Linked DNA regions of Gadus morhua: region 2 is linked to region 1. Evidence: chromatin contacts called from public Hi-C data. All regions are on one chromosome and are shown on one strand. Each heading gives the region's core, a stretch centred on a gene start, on an enhancer-like site or on the middle of the called end of the contact. The rest is flanking DNA. Distances are from core to core; before and after follow the strand shown.

Region 1 (3,232 bases), core at 269-2,768:
GCTGCTGAAATGCTGCTATCATGTGAAGAAACACCATTAGTAGGTGCTGGAAGATTTTAGATTCTGGATTGTATTGGAACTGACCGTCATAGGTGTGTGCGCGCAGCAGACTGTGTAATACTATTATTATTTTCTTTGTTAATAGTTGAAGGCCATTGTGGATAATATAAGTCATTTTTGGCATTGGATTTAAAAAGGACTATAGTCCTTTTTAAGGACTATAGTCCTTAAAATGTATTTGTTGAGACTGTTGTCTACTCTAATCTATTCATGCTTTCATTCATTTGTGTGTAATTATTTTACACACAGAACTGCTTCTGTCAGTGATGATATGGTAACAAAGAACAGCTCCTCCAATATTCCTTGTAGTTTAAAGACCTCTGTTCTCTGACCATCCTCTGGTCTGCTCCAGCAGACCTTAGTTTACACATCCTGATGTCTGCCGGTCGTTCAGCTGTAATTATTCCTCTGGTATGGTCATGTCCTGCCTAGAGCCAGTCCCCAGAACAGAACATATGGTACATTATCATATTATGGGCTGTACTTCCTCTGCAGTCCAGGAAAGACACGCGTCCCCCTGCCAACGGAAGCTTCTTTTTTACGTTTGATGGGATGTATTTTTCATCACACCCTAAGGTTGAACACATAAAAGTGCACAATGCAGGTGTTGTTCAATAAACTTTGTTAAATATGATGCCTTGTCCCGATAAAACCTGGAGGTTATTGTATTTTCTTGATGGAGTTTGGTCGTGCACTATGTGCACCACCGCGGATCATATTGTCAAATCTGTATGACAATATGATCCGTTGTTGGTGGCGAGGTTTGTAGATATTTGTAGAGTCTGTGAATCCGAAAGTAAATAGAATTCACAATAAAATATCAGAATAAAATATAATATGACCTGACCGTTCCTGTTAAAGTCATGATTTAATTATCCAAATTCAGAAAAAAGATTTTGTGTGTGTGTGTTAGTGTGTGTGTGCGTGTGTATGTGTGTGTGTGTGTATGCGTGCGTGTGTTTTTGTGTGTGTGTGTGTGTGTGTGCATGTGTGTGCTTGCGGGTACATGTGTGTGTGTGTGTGTGTGTGTGTGTGTGTGTGTGTGTGTGTGTGTTTTTGTGTGTGTGTGTGTGTGTGTGCGCGTACGTGTGTGTGTGCGTATACTTTTGTGTGTTTGTGTGTGTGTGTGTGTGCGCGTACGTGTATGTGTGTGTGTGTGTGTGTGCGCGTACATGTGTGGTGTATGTGTGTGTGCGTACGTGTGTGTGTGTGTGTTTGTCTGTGTGTGTGTGTGTGTGTGTGTGTGTGTGTGTGTGTGTGTGTGTGTGTGTGTGTGTGTGTGTGTGTGTGTGTGTGTGTGTGTGTGTGTGTGTGTGTGTGGACGCCTGCAGCAGATTGCCAGTCCTCGGGGCTCCCTGGGGCTGTGCCTTTAAGAGGTCGGTCAGGCTGTGATTGGAGTGAAGCAGGCGTGCGTCCCATCCAGTACCGCTGTGATGTGTGGGGATGCACCAATGAGCCAGCAGCAGGTACACACACACACACACACCCTCAAACACCCACACCCCACTTTTTCCTGAAGACACACTCACTGTACCCTCTGTCAGACCAGTTAGTTTGCCGGTAGAGGGAGAGGGAAGCTCACACACATACACTAACACACAAACACACACACAGAGACGCACACTCACACTAGCAACAGGGCAACTAAATGGAACAGTGGATAGAGATGGTGAGACAGTGAACACACACACAGACTTTGAGGGGATCTCAGGATGAGCGGGGGGTCCCAGCCAGTGGCGACGATCGGTAGGGCCACCGCCAGGAGACACAAGAGTGTGAGGAAGAACTCCAGGAGGATCTACTCCCACTACCAGGACCAACAGCACGGGTGAGTGAGTGAGTGAGTGAGTGAGTGAGTGAATGAAAGAGTGAGTGCCTGTGTTTAACTTAAGTAGGGTGGCATAGACTGGTGCTTAAGCTAGGATTTGGGTTCAAATCCCAATGTCAATAGTCTACCTGTGGACATCTTTGGAAAAAATGGCTAAACAATGCACGTTTATAAAGTGCTAAATTGTTCGGGAGAAAAGTGTTTGCCCAATGTTATTTGGCCACATCGCCTACACTCATCACTCTGTAGGTTTTTGTAACCTGTTTCCAAACTGCTGTTCTCAAGATTACCACATATAGTTCAAGTTATGCTCAAGTTATTTTTATTTTCAGATATTTATTTCGATTTAATATATCTATTAGACCACATATTTTTTTTCAAAACTGCTTTTGAACAAATTAAAACCTCAATGTTTGCATTGCCATTAAACCATTTTAACTAACGAAATGTTGTGATTCATGAGTGAATGTAATTTGAATGCTCAACATTGAGTTACAGAATTGTAAACAACAATTTGAAAAAAATAATCCTTGTCCACCAGAATGTATACCCGTCAGACAGATTACATACATCTGTTCTGCGCCGAAGCCTGTAGCCAGCCTTCCATCACAGGTCGACGAATCAATTGAAAACACCATTACACTGACATTTAATCCTCACGTTGATCTGAGAGACGAGACGCGAACCGGGCAATGTTTAACTAACAATGCGGCACTTTAGTTGTAAAATGTACTGCGAAAACACTGTAAGAAATGCAGTGGTTTCCGGTGTGTGTGTGTGTGTGTGTGTGTGTGTGTGTGTGTGTGTGTGTGTGTGTGTGTGTGTGTGTGTGTGTGTGTGTGTGTGTGTGTGTGTGTGTGTGTGTGTGTGCGTATCCTTGCCTATCATGTAGCTCTTCGGACGACGAGGACAAAGAGGATGGGCGCGTGGACAGTAACGACCCGGAGGAGATGTTCCAGAACATCCAGTACCAGAAGGAGATCATCGCCAACATCCGCACCCGGCCCTGGCCAATGAGACGCAAGCTCAAAGTGCTCAAGTACACATCATGATAATACACACGTCTTTCTTCATTCATCAATTTGTTTGTTCTTAATCTTAATGACCTTTTCTCTGATTGGTCTCTTGCCTCAGACACTTTGTCTCCTCTCCCCCGCACGCACGCACGCACGCACGCACGCACGCACGCACGCACGCACGCACACACGCACGCACGCACGCACGCACACACGCACACACACAAACCATCAAATCCAGAAAGACTGCAATGGTTCATGACCATGCTTTAACTTTGTAGTGTGTCCACCCACAGCCTGACAAACATAAGGAGGATCATAGCATTGC
Region 2 (3,232 bases), core at 459-2,958, 170 kb before region 1:
CAGTAGAAGTCAAGGATAGACCGAATGAAAGCAAACCTGTATATTGAATACTGCTTATAGTTATACCATTCCAATTTAACAGTGAAAAATGCAATTCCTTTTTACATTTCAGGGCATTCACTCTGACATGTAATGGGGAAAATTAAAAACACACCTTTGTAGCTCGGGATGGTCACCATCTTATGTTTGTCCATGCTGTGAGTCATGTCTTTGGGCCTGACGGCGAAAGAGGGCTGTGAGAACTCGTAGGGGTTGAAGTCCTTGTTGTAGGTGGTTCCAAGGTCAATCTTCTCTGGGTTAGGCCTGTACTCAGCAGGCTGGCGTCCCTGTCGACGCGTGACCTCATGGGCAATGAAGTCTGTCCTTTGTTTTAACAGAGAGACAGAGAGAACAGTGAGGACTCACACAAACATGGCTTCCTGTTGAAAGAATGTATCCAGTGGAATATTAATGAAGTTTGATTCGAGCCCCTAGCATTAATGTTAGTTTACTTAAAGTCTTGTTACCTCAATTGTCTTTGGTCTATTATTTATTATTTATTTATTATTTATATAATATTTATATTTGATGCAATGAAGGCGAGCGAGAGAGAGAGAGAGAGAGAGAGAGAGAGAGAGAGAGAGAGAGAGAGAGAGAGAGAGAGAGAGAGAGAGAGAGAGAGAGAGAGAGAGAGAGAGAGAGAGAGAGAGAGAGAGCGAGCGAGCGAGCGAGCGAGCGAGAGAGAGAGAGAGAGAGAGAGAGAGAGAGAGAGAGCCCTTGACGGGTGAAAGGAAGCAGGACAATATATTACAGGTGAACTCAGGTCTCAGGTTTCACAATCTCAGGCCAAGACCAGGGCTTCTGCTAATAGCAGACCTGACCTAACACTTACTTGAACGTCGTAGTGCCGTCCATTCTCTTCTTATCTGTGTCTATCTCTGGCTTGGGTTTCATGCTGTTGGGAGGGTTGTACAGACCCGTGTACACTGGGAACCGCTCCGAGTACTCTGTCAGATCACATGTTGTTGTGTTCCCTTTGCCATAGAGAGATGTGGGCTTGTGTGGGCAACGGTGCCGTCTACAGGGGAGCATAGAAAAGTCAATTAAGCCATTATGCCTATGGGTTTATATTTGACTGGCAAGAGGATGGTTGTCATGTAACATTAAGTAGGAGGGTATCTACTCTGGCCAGGTTGAGGCCAAATGCAGCAAAGACAGACTAATTCAATTATACATATTTTTCTATATTTACAATTATTTCTTACTAAATCCTAATAAAAGTCCCTTCAGGTTAACTTGGCTTTGGGGAGTTTACGTTTGAATGGCAACAATTATTGACACACCGGCTTACCTTCAGAAAGTGACATTGACCTTTTAACTACATGGGAGTGTGTCATCACAGTCAACTACAGAGTATTATGTATGTATATATAATAGAAGTACATACCCACAGTTACAGAGCTCACAAACACACTTCTTCATTTTCCCCAACAGCCCGTGAACTTGTGCTCAACAATTCCGTTGCCTTGGAGGCAGCTGGTGTCCTAGCAACCGGCTAGCGTCCTGATCCCGACGTAACGTCATGACGCATCAGCCAAGGGGCGTAGTTTGAGGGTCGAGCACTGTGTACTGAACTTCCGGGGAAGCAACGTGAGTCGAAACTTGTCCACATGTTTGCCAATAGAATGTGTTTATTCTGATGACATGAGAGAGTTTGTCTATACGTTTTGTTTGGGTACTTGAAAACGTATGTGTGGAGATACGTTTTGGTTGGTACAGTAGCATGTTATTCATGAAGTGGTGCTCTTTAGCGAGCTAAGCTAGTGTTATCTGTAGCCTCTGCGTAGGTTACCTGTCAAAATGTACACACAAGGCAACTCTCTGTTGTATTACTATTATTATTGGACGTATTTAGTATCGGAATACACGTTGTTTGAATTAAGACAACCGTAGAATTTGCATAAGTTTTCTATTCAGCCTATTGCAAGTCGAAAAACAGGTACATTTACACTATCCAAGTAATGACATTATTGTTTTTGACATGATAAATGATCTGTTTAGGTATGTAATCATGGGCCACAAAGGCCTCGACAAGATCATTGCCCTACAGAAAAATCCTGCTAACATCAGAAACCTCTGTATTCTGGCACATGTTGACCATGGTGAGTATACTGTCTAATGTGTGACTATAGGAATGGAAAGTTGTAACGTTATTTTGTAGTGAATTTTATGTAACTGTCACCTTAATAAAACCTATTGAACACCTAAAAACGTGTTGAATATCTACAGGTAAAACCACCCTAGCTGATTGCTTGGTGGCCAGCAACGGCATTATATCAAGTCGCCTTGCTGGGAAGGTATGTTCTAAATGGCACTTATTGTTAGAATTTCTTAAATAGCAAACTCATTATAACCCCCCCAAAAAACATGTTCCTCTTCTGCTATTTTTGTCTCTGTCTGGCTATCTGTCTATTTCTATTGCTCCTAAAGTTGTTTTTGTGTTTACAGTTGAGGTACCTAGACAGCAGGGAAGATGAACAGCTCAGAGGAATAACCATGAAATCCAGTGCCATATCTCTGCACTATGCGTTTGGTGAGTATGCACCATGGTATGCCTGTGACTAATGCTATTGGTAGAGGACTTTATTTTATCTGCACATTCAAACCACAAAGGAATTATAAAGTAATGATGAAATAAAACTAAACTACTATCTACTGTAAAAAGATTGTGTCTCATCATTGTGAACTTTTTAGAGATCCAACATGTAAATATTGGTAGCTTAGAATTTGAAACGTACTATTTTGAATGTTTTCCCATTATCTGCTGTTGTGTGTGCATGCTCTCACCAGGCGAGAAGGAGTACTTGTTGAACCTAATCGACTCACCCGGTCATGTGGACTTCTCCTCGGAGGTGTCCACTGCCGTGCGTCTGTGTGATGGAGCCATCGTCATCGTGGATGCAGTGGAGGGAGTCTGTCCACAGGTAGGAGTTGCTGCCGTGGGCCGTCAAACAGCAAACAATTCACAGATTACCTTTACCTACTTAGTTATTATGGAATGGAGTCAGGTCAGTTAAAGTTTATAAAGGGTATACATGCTCACACTGATGAACTTTGACAGGTAAACAATAGAGCTACTCTAATGGTCGACTAACCATTAGTCAATCTGAAGAGGCTTGGTTAACCCTCCCGGACACCACTATTAGGAATAACCGCACCCCCGGATGGAGCTCCAAACATCCAGACGCACTGG

What was found. A called contact is a pair of places that touch in the nucleus more often than the background predicts.
Region 2: a Hi-C map of blood shows a contact between it and region 1, with 5 times the contacts expected there. The contact joins the promoter of efl1 here to the promoter of tmc3 in region 1. A contact is called at or near these places in 4 of 6 Hi-C or Micro-C datasets (blood, gill, gonad and 1 more).

Annotation. Positions count from the first base shown.
Region 1 is chr14:6,650,583-6,653,814 of gadMor3.0, reverse strand. It overlaps tmc3 (transmembrane channel like 3), which reads left to right and starts at 1,518. Exons shown (of 22, transcript XM_030376312.1): 1 at 1,518-1,888; 2 at 2,781-2,927. The coding sequence starts at 1,773.
Region 2 is chr14:6,823,216-6,826,447 of gadMor3.0, reverse strand. It overlaps efl1 (elongation factor like GTPase 1), which reads left to right and starts at 1,708. Exons shown (of 24, transcript XM_030376928.1): 1 at 1,708-1,726; 2 at 2,041-2,141; 3 at 2,269-2,336; 4 at 2,488-2,572; 5 at 2,830-2,963. The coding sequence starts at 2,051. It overlaps saxo2 (stabilizer of axonemal microtubules 2), which reads right to left and starts at 1,543. Exons shown (of 8, transcript XM_030377084.1): 1 at 1,427-1,543; 2 at 872-1,057; 3 at 155-363. The coding sequence starts at 1,461.